Linked DNA regions of Gasterosteus aculeatus: region 1 is linked to region 2. The links are chromatin contacts, called in public Hi-C maps. All regions are on one chromosome and are shown on one strand. The core of a region is the stretch at or near the end of the contact, and the rest is flanking DNA. Distances in the headings are between cores, read along the strand shown. Region 1 holds the start of osr2 (odd-skipped related transciption factor 2). Region 2 overlaps vps13b (vacuolar protein sorting 13 homolog B).

Region 1 (5,123 bases), core at 1,959-4,458, 100 kb after region 2:
TTGCGTCAGTTGTAACTCAAATCATCACATTAATTGTGTCTTGCATTTTAATTTGGATTTGGCCAAACACAATTGTTGTGCGAGACTGTCAGCATCCCATTCATGCAGCAGACAAGACAGAGCATTACGGGTGAATGACGAGCACATCACATAATTAAGGATGACTTGTTAATATGGCCAGCTTACCTGCATGTGTAAGGTTTTATGGACGGCTAGAGTTCGAGACTGACAGAATCCCTTCCCACATTCTTGACATTTGAATGGCTTTTCCTTGGAGTGGATGTATCTGCAAAACAAAAATGTCGCTTCATCAAAAAACAGCTCTTGCGTGGACTCACAACAAACCCCACCGTAATATAGTGCTTTGCTGCGCAAACTGTATTGGTAAAAGGACTTTAGCGCCCTCGTGGATAACACTTCGGGAATAGCCCACATGTTTTATAAATGTATATATACACCAACGTTTTTAATTGCAAGTAATCAAAGTGTTATTTAGACGTGTGGTTTGAATCACGTGCATCGTCAGGAATTAGCTGCTGCTGGGGATTTAGCTCTTTTTCAGTCCTACCTGTGGTCTCTGAGATGGTCTTGCCTTCTAAAGGCCTTGTGGCAGATATCACAGGTATAAGGCCGCTCGTCCGTGTGGGTCCTCTCGTGGATGAGGAGGTTGTAGGACTTGGTGAAATGCCTCCCGCAGAACTTGCAAATAAATTCCTTTTTAGTCTTGGAAGGGAGCCTGCCCCGGGTGGGCTTTCTATCCGGGGACAGCTTGCTCAGCTCGGAGAGGGTCCCCCCTAGCCCCGACGCCAACTTCACCAGATCTGAAGCTTTCGGAGGGTCCTCCTGAGTGGCAGCGAGGGCCAGGTTGGCGAAGTCAAACCTCGGCCTGTTCTTGTGCAGCGAGGGGATGCCGTGCGCTACGCCGGCTTGCTTTGGATGGAAGAGCTGCGCTGCGGCCGTGAACGGCAACGCCGGGAAGGGAATCCTTGGGTCCACCAGACCCTGGGCGGCTGCCATCTCCGTGATCGTAGACCTCAGTCCTTGGATGTGCGGGTAACCAAGAGTCCAGTGGTTCATGTGCATGGTCTGCACGGCACTGAGGCCGTAAAGGCCCTGCAGCTGGTCAGCGGGGAAAGTGTTGACGGCCTGCAGGAAAGAGTAGTTTGTGAGCTGCAGGGCCGGGTGCAGGGGGATCGGAGCGTGCAGGGCTTTGCTCCCCATCTCGGCTCAGACCTCTGCAGAAGACACGGTGATAGCCCTGGGGGAGAAAAATGTGTTGAGCGTTAATGTCCCGTTACAATGATATTACTATAAAACAAACGGTAGACTAAATACAAAAATGCATTATTCTTACCCATTTTTCTTCTTAACATACATGATCAAATTTATTTCTAATATTTATTTCACGACCTCCAATTATTTAAATTTCATAACAACTTTTTTTTCGTGTTCGACACAAGTAGAACCACAGCGAGAATATAAACACGTATCTAACGCATGAGCGTAAATAGAAACGCTTAAAAGCAGAGATGAGCAATATTATATTTATAGGCTACATCTTTTTAAAAACAAAATCTATCAAAATTGTAATTCAAAAGGGTGGGTGCGAATGTTTGATTCGGCACCGATCGCTCCGAATGAAGTTCGGGCGAAGCAATTAGAGAAGACAAGTTGTTGTTTTTGACGGTTGTAGCTGTTGTTTCACACCGCTGAAATACAAGTGACCTCTGGATTTGTAGGAATTTTTAAATGTTCCAAGAGTATGTCAAATGCGCGCTCAGGTTAGAGCGAAACGCGAAACAAATCCTGCCTAATATTACCCACAAGAATGCTACTTTAATTGTGACTTTGTGTGCATGTGCTTTTTATTTGCGTGCTCGCGGGACTGCAGCCAGTTCATCTGGCAGGCCTGATATGTAGCTCGTTTTAGGACTATTTGATTTCATACGGCATGTTTTTGAATTAAGGTGTTTCTGCTCATGGTGGACCTGTGGCGGCGGAGCTAAGCGTCTCCTCCACATGTCGGACAAATAAGGTGAAGTGTGCATTACGAAAGAACAACAGCCACGGTGGCCCGGTTCCATGTATGCGGCGGTGACAAGTTGTCTTTTCCAACACAGGGGAAAAGGAAAACCGTGTAAGTCGAGGCCCCACGCTGACCTTTAGATTTGGTCGAAATTAAATAAAACCCTGCGTATTCTGTTTGGATCATTTGTTCTACATGTTTTCCACCCGAATCTAATCGTCACGTTCCCGAGTCTGAAACCTGCGGGAGTTTGGACATGATTGTCTTGCAGATGGGAGAGTCCTGCGGGACACGGCAGCCGGAGGGCTGATCGCATGCTCGGGTCAGGTCGCTTAGAGTTGTTACACACATCTTATGAAGTTCTTTCCACCTCGCTTTCCTCTTTTCAAAGACGGGGCAGTTTTAATTGAAGTTTGCACAGGTGCAACACCAGTCACCGCGCAGCCACTTGTTGTTCTTTGCCCACGTGTGTAACTTTATCCGACCTGTTCTTCCTCTCAATAACCTTTGGACTTAATGTTATACTCTGACAGCAGCATAAATGCCATGTCGTGTTATCGGAGTGCTTGTCAAGTTTTTTTTTTGCTTTCATCAAAGTAAACATAACCAAAGTCTAGAGACTTGTTTCGGCAATGTTTGGCCCATTGGGATAGAGAGCTGTCACCCCAAGGTGTTGATCATCGCAAACCAACAATCGTCTCTAATAACTGAGTATCAGTCAGTCTTGGACATTTTACCGACTGTCGGATCTATTTGGTTCATGCAACAGTAAGTTTCCTTTGGATGAAAAGTTTCTAACAAGTGAGCTGAGTTGAGCAGAGTGGTGTCGGTTCCCTACATCGGGCTGACAAAATACCCGGACAGACGGAATCTTACCCCAACAAAACTCTGCCAAAGGTCCTCACGTTATGTCAGTAATCCACAGTAACTATAGTGGCGGAGAGCTCCAATAGAACGCCGCGAAAGGTTTTCCAAGTTCCAAGTCCATGAAACTTTCACGTAGCCATGCAGACAGCCGGGAAGTCTCGGACCTTAGCGCAGATCTGATGAGTCGGGAGAAGTTGTGGGACAAAAAGGGGGCGAAGAAGTTTGGAGGAGTTTGCTGGCGGCAGCAGCAGCGGCAGCGCGGGTGTCTCTGTCCGGAGCTGGGGCTGGAAGTGTGTGTAATGCGCACCGGTCCTGCACTTTTCAGGGCTCCGGGGCTCTGGTGTGTTTAGCCCGCCCTCCGACACGCCTCCACCCCCCTCTATCATTAACTCCGATGTTCCTCCTCTGTTTATTTGTGTTTGGATAGCAACTATGTCTGAAGACCATTGTAGAGAAGTGTGTTTTGTTCAACCTGCCTCCTCTGACACCTCTCACAGACCTTTCAGTCAAGGCTGAGACCGTCTTTTGGAGATGGTCATCCCTCTTTCACCCCCTCTTCTAACTCTGAAATGTGTCTGGATGCCGTTTACAATGTTTTTCCATTTATTAAAACTACACACTTAATTTGCGGGAATACAGTGCCACCAAAGAGCCACCACATGAAGTCGTTTTATTTCTTTGTGATGAGGTTAAAATATTCATCACACTGTACATTGACCCCAAGATCCGCAACAGCGCGAAGCAGTCATGGTCACTTGTGTTTTTTCTTCTTTTATACATTCTTTATTTTGTCACGTGAACGGCACTCATTTAAAAAGGATTCTTGCTACACAATTATTCATTTATGTTCTCCATTAAAATTACATAACGTTTTTTTTTTAAATATTTGATGTATTGTGTGCATTGAAATATTCTGCAATATGTTGCGGGACTATATATAGGATTGGCCTGAAACACAACTCTCCTTTGTCCAAACGCAGTAATAACAGTTCTGTCATTCTTTCATATTTCATATATTTCGATAATTTAAATAACAACATATTGAAGATAGTATGTCATGTTAATCATGCTGCCATTTAATCAAATGGTTGGTGGCCTTGGTCTGGCCATATGCAAAATAATAATAATGATAATAATAATGATGATCCCTCATGGATCCACTCATATGCACACGCACGCACGCACGAACACACACACCACACACACACACACACACACACACACACACACACACACACACACACACACACACACACACACACACGCAAATGCATCACCAGCACGCTACACAGGTTTTTTTGTTTTCTATGAAAACCACCAGAAAATTCACCGAAAATTTAAATAAATCTTTTTACGAGTTTAAGTCAAGTATAGAAAAGTGTACTAGATTTAGTGAAACGTCAAAATGCAGAATCAATGTTGAATAATTGAATCTTGTTTTTAAACCTTTCTCTCTATCATTTTTAAAAATAATATTAAGACGTAAGTAATATGCAGAAGTCCAGTTTGAAAAGTAATGTGTCGTTTTGCCATGTTCACAGCAGGACCGTTGCTGCAGCGCTGGCCTCCACTGCTCAGACCTGGTCTGCAGCGCCGCCTATTGGAAGTACCGCTAAACTCTACGCAGTTTGCGGCTTCACTGAAGCTCTGACTGTCAGTACATCTTCATGTTTTCAGGCAAGATCGCTAAAACACGCTTTGATGAAACCTCACCTCGCCATTCGTGCTCTTAGAAATATTCAATATTAAAGATAAAAATAAATCACCCCACCAGTCGAAAAACAATACAATTATTTAATTACAGCAACGCATGAATGGAGTTGCTGATCTCTTTATATGGGTATTTAAAGCATTATCATTAATAATGATTATTTCCGTTCGTTACATGAGAGACAACAAATATAGAGGCTTCGGATAATCCATGTTTCAGGAGCTCGTGCAGCCTGATTGTCGTTTTCTTAAGAGCTGCAGAATGTTCAGCAGCCGACACGCTTGTGGTTTTTTCGTTAGGTTTCATATCACGCGGGCCTCACGTCTTCACTGTCAAAACACTGCGACGGATTAGAAGAAACATTAACCCCACACTTTTACATGATAGTCGTGGACATTTTCCAACGTATTCTTTTCACAAAAATGTATAACGTTGTTTTATTATGTTCATTTTGTTTTTGTCCTTGGAAAGAGGCCATTAATTCACATTTAAGTATAATTAAGACTGCTCTTTAAATGC
Region 2 (5,636 bases), core at 1,728-4,227:
CTGTTGGTATTTGCATAGTCGTATATACAACTATGCAAATACCAACAGTAGATATAGATATATATCATCTTAAATTAGGACATATTGCCTTCATTTCCTCAGAGAAAAACTGAGTTTTTTCTCGAAATGAGAAAAATACAAAAAAAAACATAACATCAGTTAATTGTGTTCACAATAAAATTGATTTTTCCCACTAAAAGGTTGTATTCATGTTTGTATGTGAGTGCTGAACTCCTGACCATTGATGAATGCTCATAAAGACCTCTAGTGTCTCTATTAAATAACTATTCAATTAAACCCCACAGTCCTCGGATTATTTGCTTTGCTGTTTCATCGAGCTGAGCAATCCTCCCTAAGATAATTTATTTGATACAGTCATTGTACCCAGGGGAGGTGGTCTACCATTAACTTAAAAGTGGGGGCGGGTTGTGGGGCAGGGGGGGGGCGGTATTCCACCACAAGGGGGCAGTGATGTAACAAGGACCTGGAAAAGGTCAGAGGCTTCTCTTTAAGACCTAATGGAGGAGCAAGAAGAGGACTGGGACTACGGGGTGGAGGCTAAAGGAGAGAGCAGTTTGGGTGAAGGAGAGAATAGTCAAAGTAGGGAGGAAGAGAGTGGGAGAGAGGGAGAGAGGAAAAGGAAACAAGCTCAAAGTAATGTGAGCGATGTCTGAAAATAGTTTAGGATGGTAATGGCACATAAACAACTGTAGAGAGAGCAGGAAATAACACTAAAGATTAAGGCCCACTGACTGTCAAACAAAAGAAAGCTGCTTAAAAAGTCCTTTTTAAAGACCACCCAACGAACTCCCACCTGGAGGCTTCACTTGAAATGGGAAGCAGGATCTAAATGTCAAATAACCCTAGAGTTAACAGAACTCTGACCTTTCCACTTCTTGACTGGAGTCCAACATCCCAGCAAACCAAACAATGTAATGATCATTTTGATAGTGCACTAAAAATATTAGCGCTGTCCTTTGAACGGCTGAAACACAGATGTGCTCACACACAAACAACAGAGAGCTGTCCCAGTGAAGCCACAGGTCCCAGAGGAGGCGCCCCGGTGTCTCTGCAGTCACCCGTTTCTCAAACAGGCCTGGAGATGTTACTGCTAAGCTGCCGGCTAGAATTGCTCTCAAGACTGCAATTTTTACACGACCTCCTGGACGGTCCCACAGCTCCTCTTATATCTTAATCTGTGGAATGCTTCCACCCCCATAAGACTGCCTGGCTTTTTACACAAAAGAAAAACAAATAGCAACGTTGAATCTGAATATTTCTAGGGGACATTAATGGAAAAAGTGTTAATGGGACACTTAAAAGTCTAGTTTCCTATTCTACAACATAGATATCCTTGTTCCACCCTGTTTACCGCCTGTGTGCTTTTCTTGCAAACACTCCGCTCCTGCTCATGCCATCTCAGCCACGACACCCGTTCAATCCTCGGTGCCTATGTGCGATATTCTGGTAGTCTCAGCCTCGGCCTGCTTGTCTGCCCTGATGCCCCCGTAGTAAACTCACGGCAGAATCACGGCACATCTCTGTACCAGTACGGGACACCGTCCAGTTTGAACCTTCATGTATTTTTATCTGTAAAAAAAAGTGAAAAGCTTCCCCCCATTAAATCCATTGTGTTGGTGTTGAGCTGGACTGCATTACATTGAAGGAGGTTCCAATTGAAATGTATCAGACAACCTCTCAACCAATACGTACTAGAGGTGAGCTGGCGTGAAGCTGTGCTCCGTCATCCTGAGTGTCCACCGGCCGATGGAGTGAGACCACGTCACCGTGTTGTCTGCATGTCTGACAGCCGTCTCCAGCACCCTGCTGCTCCATGCTGTTCTTTCCCTCCCTTGCCACGGCTGACCTGGTGTTCACACCTAGAACGAGGGTAGGGGGTTGTCTCCAGAGTGACCCTCAGTAGCTCTCCATCAGGCTGATGCGGCCCACACCTTCACCCCAACCGCCTGCTGTGAGCCGGCAGATCTGCTGGGTGTCACGGTAAGGCACCTTCCTTACAACAAGATCCGCACAGATTACACTAGATCACGCTGGATTTAGGCAGGCGTATCGTGGTGACACTGGATTCTAAAACAATAGATCAATGCATGGATTATAATTGATGGTTGTAAATTTACAGATAAGCCACTCTTTTACACTGCGTGTACCTCTGGCTCCAGGCTCTGTGGTCCCTCTGGTCTACAGAGGAAGCTCCTGGAAAGGTCTCTGATAGCAGAGAAAGACTGGAGGCTGATAAGAGGTGTGAACAGCAGTGTAAGCTTGTCACTGCAGGGGGCTAGAATGACAGACCATCAGAGGTTAGAGGGTTACAAGGCTAGAGGACTGGGAAGTGTCACACCAAGCCGTCATCAAACATCCCTTTTATAAGTGAGGATAGAGCCACCTATGTGCCTATGTAAGTGCTTGCTAACACATACTCCTTTATTTTACTACACCTCTCCTTTTGTTACTAGCCTGTCAATTACTCATCTTCATTTTACAATGCATAATGGCCTCATTTTGTTCTAACGTGCTTGGGACTTTTCACTGAGAGGCATTGCTATGATTCCAACAATCCAATATGTTTGGTCTTTACTTGATTTATCAGTAATTACATTTATTACTAGAAAAAATGGACGGGGAAATATTGAAATAAACAGATGACAGAAAGGTTGATAAAATAAGCTGTGATGATAAATTAATTTATTATGTTATGGCGGATCAATTAATTTCAAAAGTAATGGGGAAAAGAGTTTTGTAAGATTTAACGTAGAACGTGTGACGGAGAAGGCCTATTAATACCTAGATGAAGGCAATACATAAGGTAATCTGAGGTCTGTTGGTCCTGGTCTACACCATTAGAGGTTCCTCTAGGACTTGACACAGCGCTTTAAGGAACTCCCCAGTTCGCCTGAACCATAAATCCACCATGTGACTTAGTGATAAGGTCCCCCCTAACCCTCCCAGTCTGCTTCTTATCACTCTGTCACCCTACCCGTCCACTCTGTAGTCCCACCTCACCCTCCCCCCCTTTACACATTGTGGAAAAGCACGACTGTTCGACCTTTGACACGTTAATCAACCGCATTAAAGAGCCTCTTAGACCAAACTGATGGACTGGGCGGATTGGACTGACAGGGCGACTGACTGACTGGCCCAGAGGCTAAGAGGGATCCAGGAGCAGCGGCGCTGAAACGCCGTCGCCAACACGTCGGAGGTGGCAGAGGTGGTGGGAGAGTGTTGGCCATCAGACGGCTTACAGCTTAGCTGGGTTTATTAGTTCAGTACAGAGACCTTCCAGTCTCAGCATAGTCTCACGTTGCTTTACTGCCTCGCCTCTTTAGGGCCCAGGAGTCTGTCTGTCACACACTGACGGAGGTTAAAAGGGTGAGGGTGATTCAATGATCCTGTAATGTTGGACAACTTAACAAGAAACAACAAAAACACATGCACCAAATGCACAATGGTTTTTCTGCGCCAAGACTTTCACCACAACAGAACACGCCGGCATGTGCCAATACTGAGACTTTTCTTTTGAATTTCAATGATTTGCGACAAGTGGTGAAGAGACGCCATGCAAAAAGTATGCAAAGTTTACCGAAAGGACAGCGGCGCAGTGACAAAACATGGCGATTAATCAGAGGGAAAAATGAGAATTAGATCAATGTGCTGATATAAAAGAGCAAAACCCTTAAATTGATCCTAAAAGAGGGTAATAATTCTAACTTATGCTGCACTGTAACATGGACCAGGGTGGGGGTCAACTGACGGTTAGTCCACCAAATGGATTTACAATGAATCTACCGGAGGTGCTGTTTGCCTTACAATCTTCAAACAGTATTGTGGACCGAAATACGTGTTGACGCGAGGCAATTTATAAATACATCAAATAAAGAACAATCAAATTAAGAATGGGATTACACCATGCATACTGATGTTGAATCTGTGTTTCCTGAAACTTTATTACCCTGATCTCATCGGTGTTATTGACTGAGTTCTCTGGATTAGGCAACAGCCCTCCCATGCATTCTGGCCTACTGCATGCAGAACACCACCACACATGTAGAGCAAGTCATCCATCACCCTGGGTGGAGGAGCACTCTGGATTTAGTGTGTGCACCTGGCAAGAGATCCTCTGCCTGTAACCAGGCCTCACTGTGACACTTTAAAACAGAGCAGACTTATTCAGCAGTCAATCAGCTGACACGGCTTCCTCTCCTCTGCTGTCTGCAACAGCACCCCCCACCCCACCATGCTCATCCGTTGTCATGCTAATTCACTATGTTTTTACGATGTTGTGTCAGTATACTATGATAGTTTGGATGCCATGAGGTCTCAAGGCAGATGAAAGTCTTTTCCAAAATGGGGGTAGAATCACAAAGATTACATTGAAGTCACTAGACTTCATGCCACCTCACATAACTGTGTAAATCAGAAGTTTAAGGCATAAACAACCCCAGTAATGCATAGATATCCTGCCCCATGTGTCTTTTACCTAAGGAAAGTCTTCAATTTAATTGTTAGGCTACATTAACTGCTTTAGTGGACTAGTTGCTTATGATCCCTCGGACCAGTCTGGACCACACAGAAATTGTGATAAAAAAAAATCAAAATGAGCGAATTGACGAATGCTCCTAAATTACTAGTACAAGTCAGTTCAGATCAAATCTGTTTATTTTGAGTGGTTCTAGCAGGCCCCATTCCCGTTTCACGTGATCCTAGATCCAATATCCACATTCAGATCTCTCGCTGCCTTGCGATCCTTAGTTAGTTAGTAGTAGATGCCCTTGCAAAACACCAGTGGGCAATGTGTCGCAGTATAAATCACAGCCTCACAATAAGGCACACCACCAACCTTAGTGGAGCCATGAATGCATGTTGGGAGCCCCCAGGTGCTACTGACCAACGGGAGCACAGCAGAAACTCTTACCATCTGCAGCAGTTTAACATACTGATGGGTACAAAATACACACTTTCCATTCTTCATGCATTCACACACGCACACACAGACAGGCACACAACAGCGGGGGCTTTAAGTGCACCCCCCTGCTTTCATCTCACCTTCAATCAGATAAATTAGCTGCCTGCTGGTTACTGGGCAGTATTCCTCCTGACTTAGGGGCTTTTATGCACCCCCCTCCAGGAGGACAGAAAACGCTTGATCTTGATGCCAGAGCCCTTGTTCAACCCATAGCTTCATATCAACCAACAGAACATGCAAAAAAAAACAAAAAAACGGATATGATATCCAAACACTGGCCTGCAGCGCCCCTTTGGACACATATTTAACCACATTTAAGCTGTATGAGGCCCACGTCAGAGGCCTCGGCTCTCTTTCACAGGCGGACCAGAGAACCATGGACCCTCACCGGGGAGTCCTGGTCCCTGGCTATAAAAGTCCTCACAGAAGCGAGGATGTAGCCCCTCTAGGCAGGGTGTCTAACCCTTCCTAACCCAGACAGCTTGTGCAGTCTGAAAGCTGATAAAGCGAACACACACTGCGGGTACGGACACATTAGCCACAGCTCTCAAAACACCGGGTCAGGTTTCAGGGTAAAATGTTTTCCTTATTAATTTCAGTAATGAGTGTGTTACGAGGTCGGTTTCCATCCCCCTCCGTGTCTGATCTCATAGAG

The links. Hi-C and Micro-C count contacts between places; a contact is called where the count stands out from the background.
Region 1: a contact with region 2 is called in a Hi-C map of tail fin, with 2.8 times the contacts expected there. The contact joins the promoter of osr2 here to the enhancer-like site in region 2. A contact is called at or near these places in 4 of 6 Hi-C or Micro-C datasets (skeletal muscle, tail fin and whole body).

What each region holds. Positions count from the first base shown.
Region 1 is chr20:19,264,929-19,270,051 of fGasAcu3.hap1.1, forward strand. osr2 (odd-skipped related transciption factor 2) reads right to left here and starts at 3,209. Exons shown (of 4, transcript XM_040166382.2): 1 at 2,903-3,209; 2 at 569-1,258; 3 at 187-286. The coding sequence starts at 1,221.
Region 2 is chr20:19,165,529-19,171,164 of fGasAcu3.hap1.1, forward strand. The region is part of intron 19 of vps13b (vacuolar protein sorting 13 homolog B); the gene reads right to left. Among protein-coding and RNA genes, the nearest start is that of LOC144389804, 18 kb to the left of the region's middle. Within about 2 kb of position 2,978, at least 1 of the 9 cell types and tissues checked has open chromatin away from gene starts, as enhancers often do.